Linked DNA regions of Capsicum annuum: region 2 is linked to region 1. Evidence: chromatin contacts called from public Hi-C data. All regions are on one chromosome and are shown on one strand. Each heading gives the region's core, a stretch centred on a gene start, on an enhancer-like site or on the middle of the called end of the contact. The rest is flanking DNA. Distances are from core to core; before and after follow the strand shown.

What was found. A called contact is a pair of places that touch in the nucleus more often than the background predicts.
Region 2: a contact with region 1 is called in a Hi-C map of leaf, with 2.6 times the contacts expected there. The contact joins two enhancer-like sites. A contact is called at or near these places in 3 of 5 Hi-C or Micro-C datasets (bud, leaf and placenta).

What each region holds. Positions count from the first base shown.
Region 1 is chr9:24,122,929-24,126,092 of UCD10Xv1.1, reverse strand. No RefSeq gene overlaps it. Among protein-coding and RNA genes, the nearest start is that of LOC107842982, 24 kb to the right of the region's middle. Within about 2 kb of position 1,647, at least 3 of the 5 cell types and tissues checked have an H3K27ac peak or open chromatin away from gene starts, as enhancers often do. A contact at or near this core is called in leaf, where this site is marked.
Region 2 is chr9:24,198,088-24,201,306 of UCD10Xv1.1, reverse strand. It overlaps LOC107842983 (cation/H(+) antiporter 20), which reads right to left. Exons shown (of 6, transcript XM_016687096.2): 4 at 1,221-1,803; 5 at 101-341. Among protein-coding and RNA genes, the nearest start is that of LOC107842983, 7.6 kb to the right of the region's middle. Within about 2 kb of position 1,411, at least 3 of the 5 cell types and tissues checked have an H3K27ac peak or open chromatin away from gene starts, as enhancers often do. A contact at or near this core is called in leaf, where this site is marked.

The sequences.
Region 1 (3,164 bases), core at 398-2,897:
CTTGAATTTCTAAGATAACACTTATTTTAAACTAAATTCTTTGATAAAGTTATATTTATTTGTTATATGGAGAAAATATTCTTAAATTTCTACACGAGAAGTTATGTTCATGATAACCTCATTATTTACCTTTAACAGTGATTAGGTTATAAAAAAGAAACTCCAACATTAGTTTTCAATTTGCCTAAAGATCTAAGTTATCACTTCAAATCAATGGATTGCACGTTATCATTAATATTTTATTTTATACCGTACATAATATATTTTTTTAGAATATAAATATTAAAACATATTTGAATATATTGTTATAAAGAGGAACCGTACATAATATATTTTTTTCGAATATAAATATTAAAACATATTTGAATATATTGTTATAAAGAGGTAATTTTAAAACGAGTCTACCACTATAGTAAACGGCATTGTTGTTATAGGTAGAATTTTGTTATAGTGAAGTAACATATAATATGAAAAATCTGTTTCGATGAAAATCAAGTCGCTATAGTGAAATACCGTTATAAGCAGGGATTGTTATAGAGAAGTCTAATTGTTTATATATTATTATGAGAAAAAGATTTGAAATATAACTAAACTTTGGTGAAATTTGTTGTAACATGCCTTAACTTTGTGAGGATTCTATGAGGCCCTGGAATATTTATTACCGCAAAGACCCTATTCAGATCCTGACGTGCTCAATGTGCGTGATTCACGCAGTGGTCCAACTGACAAATATATGCCACAGAAATATGATAATAAATAGTATGGGGGAGGGGGAGGGGGTCATAGGCCCCCCACAAAGTTGAGGCATGTTAGATCAAATTTCTCCAAAGTTAGATACTTTTCGGACCTTTCTCCTATTATTAAAGTCGTCTATTCATTGATTTGAATATAATGAGTTTGTTCTTTTTATACATGAAACTTTCTTCTTTAACATTAAATACACGTGCAACGCACGTATCCTAAACAAGTATTATCTAAATATATAGGGTCATTATTCCATCTAAAATTTAATTGGACAAAAATGGGTTGGGCTGAAATTGATAAAAATGCGGGTCAAAACCTATCAATTATCATATTCTATTCTTACCAAGGTTTAATTGTTTCGTTTGTTCTTTATAATTTTTTCGTATCTAGTAAAATTATTATTATTTTTTATTATGATTATATATAACATATCACAAAGTGACTTTTTAAATATATTTTGACAAGATTTCTCTTGGATCAAGTTGAGTTAGATATCAATCCAAATTTTGGTGGAATGAATAGACTAAAGTTAATAATAGACGGATCAATAAACAACTTAAACTTGAACGAAATGATCGTATTCTGATTTCATGGGCTAATTTCACCATCTCTAACATTATGTATAAATTAATAATTAACAATATTGACATATAGCATTTATCATGGAGCATTAGAATATGTAACTTAGGTTTTTCTTTTTAAAATAAAAATAAAAAGGAAAGAAATAAAGTTAGTCTGAATTTACATCGAAATTAAGTGTTCTAAACCTGATACTCCGAGGCATAACTTGTGATAAAAAGAGTAGGTCGGTCCAACTCCACTTATATTATTTGCAGAATTGTGGTCGAAATTATAGTTGTAACTCATGATAAGATATGTAGACTGAGCAATCATCTACCAACGTCATGGATTAGATGGCAGAATAATTCGAGATCTCCCAATTCTTAATCAAATATTTTGAATTTGAGTCTTTGAGGATATAAAGAAAAAAAAATCCATTATAAATGGTGTCCTAAAAAATAATCTTGTAATATACAAATTCAAATTTAACTAAAAGAATTTGTTAAAAATGCTACCCTCAAAAATGATCGTGTAATGTATGAATTCAAATTTAATCGAATCCAATACAAATATCAATCACCGGAATTGAAAAAAAAAAAAAAAAAGCGAACCAACCCTCTTATATTTCTATTAGATAGAAATCACAAGGAACACAAAAGAATAATGAAATTATACTATTTGATCCACTTTGTTAAGTGGAAGGTGGTGTAGAGGAAAGCAAGAAATGATTGATCAACAAAGTCAAATTTTACATGGATCAAAATTTTGCCAATAACACCAAGATGAAACTTTGTTTTAAAGTGTTTTTGACCGAAAAAAATTGTGGTAAACAATTAGTAATAAGTGATTTTTATTCTTAACCACAGATTTTGAGTTTGAATCTTTTTGAATATAAAGTCATCTTTGTTAAAAAATATTTTACTTCCATATAAAACTTTTTAATATGAATTAGAGTCTTACCGATACGGATATCCAACACCAAGTAGGAAAAAAATTGTAGAAAACATCACACATGGATATATACAAAATTGTATTATGTACTTGTTGAACATAAGGTAGTGGATGGGCGTGATTGCACTAATCACAGTATCTTTATTTTCTTCCACACAAACACACACACAAAAAAAAATAGCAAAATTGAGGGAGCCATAGAGTGGTCTTTTTCACGAGAACTCTTTTTTTTTTTTTTTTTGATAGTTTTTATATCTAAAAAAAGAACTCCTGGAATCTACAAGGGGTACCAATGATTTATTCATGAAAACCAAAAAATCAAATCAAATTGAAGCGAAAAAATGAGTGTATATTGATTTGATAGTGATATTTGAACTATGGTCAAATTAATATATATTTGAAAGTATATTGTTATATATTTAATTAAGAAAAACTGATAAAAATTGATGTGATGAAAGACCGACTTATTCATATTGGGATTCGGCTCCTCTTCATTTTTATTATCTTTACTTTCCTCAAGTTTTTAAAATGATAAGGGTGTATCTATTAACTTTTTTTTTTACCATAGAATATATTTATATATACATATTTACCATAGAGTAATTTTTTTCTAGTTAAATCGTGGTTAGAAAAAAAAAAGGTTAAGAAGAGAGAGAATTTAAAAAATATATATATTTATGGATAAAATAATTTTGAAATTACTAAAAATTTTGGAAGCAAATACATAAATGAACCATCCATTTTAACTCATTTCAAGTGTCTTTCATCCAAGTAGGAACTTGGGGAAAATGGAGAGGAGCTGAATCCTTCATGCTGCTAGTTGTAACTGTCGGTGTACAAATTTTATATGTAGCCCAATTTATTGTTATGGAATGAAGAAGACTGTTTCCAACATAATTTAATTCATG
Region 2 (3,219 bases), core at 162-2,661, 75 kb before region 1:
AGACTCACCTTACATTCCTGCATGAGGCTGTTTCCACGGCCCCGTGATTGTATAAATAACTTCTAAAATAGCAGTGCAATAGAAGGGTTAATAATTTTACCTTTGAGCTTCATCAAAATTAGTACTTCCAGGATGAATGAATCTTACTAATGTAACTCTAATAGCAGGATGTTCAACCATTTTACTACCAATTTCCAATGCCTTACAACAATCAACTCCTCCAAAAAACACAATGCAAACTCTCATCCCATTGTTAACTTGTAGTCCACGATCAATCACCACCGCTACCGAGCACGGCGCTCGACTCATCACTCTCTCATTCACCATTTTCCATCCTTGCCCTGCATGTCGAGGGAAAAATTTAGCTCATGAAAGTATAATCCGCTCAATCCCCCTAGATTTGGGCGGATTGAGACGAGTCATTTTGGAGTAGTACTCCAACTTGTCATTTAAAAGGGTGGACAAATTTGGGAGGCATACATAGGGTTGACTAAATTAGTACATGCAAAAACATGACTCGAAAACTATTTCAAGGTTGGCGGTTTAATGATCTGTCTACTTATTAGCTCAGCACATTTGACATTCGATCGTATAAGTTTGGGCTTAGTTTTAGCTAAATATGTAGCCTGACCAAATCGATCCATGAGAATTTTGACAGATTAATTATTTAGTATTATTTTAATATGTTAGTGTATATAATGATAAGAAGAAATTTTCTACTCGGTAATATAACAAATTACTACAAAAATCATGTAACGAGTAAGATCTGGATGAGTTTGAGACTTCTGAGTTATTAATAGCCCACTATTCACTCCATATTTAGAACTAAAATATTGATTGTGAAAAAACTTAATTATCAAAACATTGTAGTAACTCTTTTTCAGTTTGATGTGTTTGATATGGTCATAACAAATAGCTAGAAAAGCTATGACTAGTTTGATTTGATAATTAAACAAAATATCGAAAAAAAAAATATATATGAAAACCATTGGGTTGAACAGATTAGATTATGACCTATTATTTGATTCAAATTGACCTGCTTATCTTGACCTAAAGCAAATTTTGATTGGTCATGCATGCCTCAACTTGTTTATTCATTTAAAAGTATACGTTTGACCTGCCCAAATATAACCCGACCGTAACTCAATTCGTTTATTAATTTTAAAATATACTTTTAACCCGCTCAAACATAACCCAACCTATCCATTTTACCCTCTTACCTGCATGAATCTCCACTTCATTCCCTTCTATTTGCCAATATTTATAAAATGGCAAAATAATCAATTCAACTCGTTTTTTCTCCGCAACATGAATAATATCCTCATGCAAGTCCGATAAACCAGATATAGCCATTGCGGGTCGAACAATGACCCGTCCTAGCGTGCTATACGCCTCGAACGCTGCGCCCACTTGATCGGTCGAGTTGTCTCCGCGGAGCACCCCACTGATGAACGGGAACCCGTTCTTTCGGGTGCGTTGAACCATGGTTATAGACGAGAGCCGGTCGGTGAATTCCACGAGTCGCATCACGTATAGTTTGATGACTGAGGCGTAGTTATTGTTGTTTTTATCGGACCTTAGTGACTCTATGAGGTTAATGAGCGTATGTGCATCTCTCGGGCCACGTAAGCACGCTAGGATTTGGAGATTGTTTTGTTTTTTGGTCTTTTTCTGTGGTTTTTCGAGTTGAAAATCTTCCTTTGATGATGGTTTCTTGTTAATAGCCATTACTATAGGAGTTGTAATGAAGGTTGTGAAAAGAGCCATGATCACCAATATTGCAAATGTCTCATCGTCCAAAACCTAATGGAGAAAAAAATAAAATTAAATTAAATATTTGTAGTAGTATATATGATGTCAAAATATTAGTGTAATAAATGACTATTCCTCGTGCCAAGGGAAAAAACGTAACTAGAAATTGAATCTAAGAATTAATATGCATCAAGGAATAAATTAAGTATTTAATCATCTCTTAAGTTAGTGTATGCTTATTTAGGTGAAATCACATTCTAATATAATATAATATAATAAATAAATAATTAAATGATTAAACACTTAGTAATCTATTGAATTTGCGAAGATTCATAGTTAAATAAATCAAAAGTACACATATTAATTGAAGATTAAATGAGCATAATAAAAAAATACAAAAATCAAAATAAAAATGTATATGTATTTGAGGGACTAAAAGCCAATTCCCCAAAATGAAATCATTTGACCTGAATTTTGGGTACAAGATATACTCCGCGTTTTGCCCTTTTTACTAAAAACAGTAGTTGTTAAGTTGTTTCAACTTACCAAAACAAATTTATTATCTTCTTTTAATATTATTCCTATTATTAAATAACTGAAATATTAATAGTCAAATTTAATTTTTTCAAAACCTAATAAAATGATATTAGTTTAATAAAATAAATCTCTACTTGACAATCAATGTTTTCCTATTATCAAATCAACATGAGCCAAAAATAAATAAATGATGGAGTAGTTGCTTTCTTGCATAGGATTATTAAACGGTGGAACTAGAGATCATTAAATTTCTCCTTTAATTGTCATCATAACTGTATATAACTAGTCAACTTATAGTATAGGTTACGTAACTCTTTCAGCTTTATATTATCCTTTCATCGATTTCCAACTGGATAAATAAGTGAATGACAATTATTTCAAAGTTATAAATCATCAATGAACGACATGAACTGTGAGAAGTGATCACTGGGGCTAGCTGTTGGCATGTGACATCATAAGGAATTGGGATGAAGAAATGACGCAACAAACAATTATCAAATGCTTGATGAAAGTTTTCTTTTCTTGGTATAACTTATCTCCAAAAGCTCACTTATAAAAAAATATTGGAAATTCCGGTACACCCAAGTTTGCAAACTAGAGCATGGGCAAAAAATATGAGTCTTAATATCAGTTAGACTAAGAATTGAAATAAATATGATTCTAATGTCATAATTGGAAAAAAGATATTGAAGTCAATTCACCCTAAAAAGCTAGTTCATTAGCTGAAACTATACCCGTCAAGTAGGCCGGACCGACCTGACCCGGTCCACTTATAAAAATTAGCCCAGTTTGACCCGATCCGATCAGCCCACGGACTGTAGCGTACCAGGGCCCGGGCCAATTAATTTTTAATTTTGGGCCCGGTTAACCCGGCTCAGACCAAGCCCGATTCAGGACCGCCGGTTAATCGGCCCGAAACTGGTTCGTTTA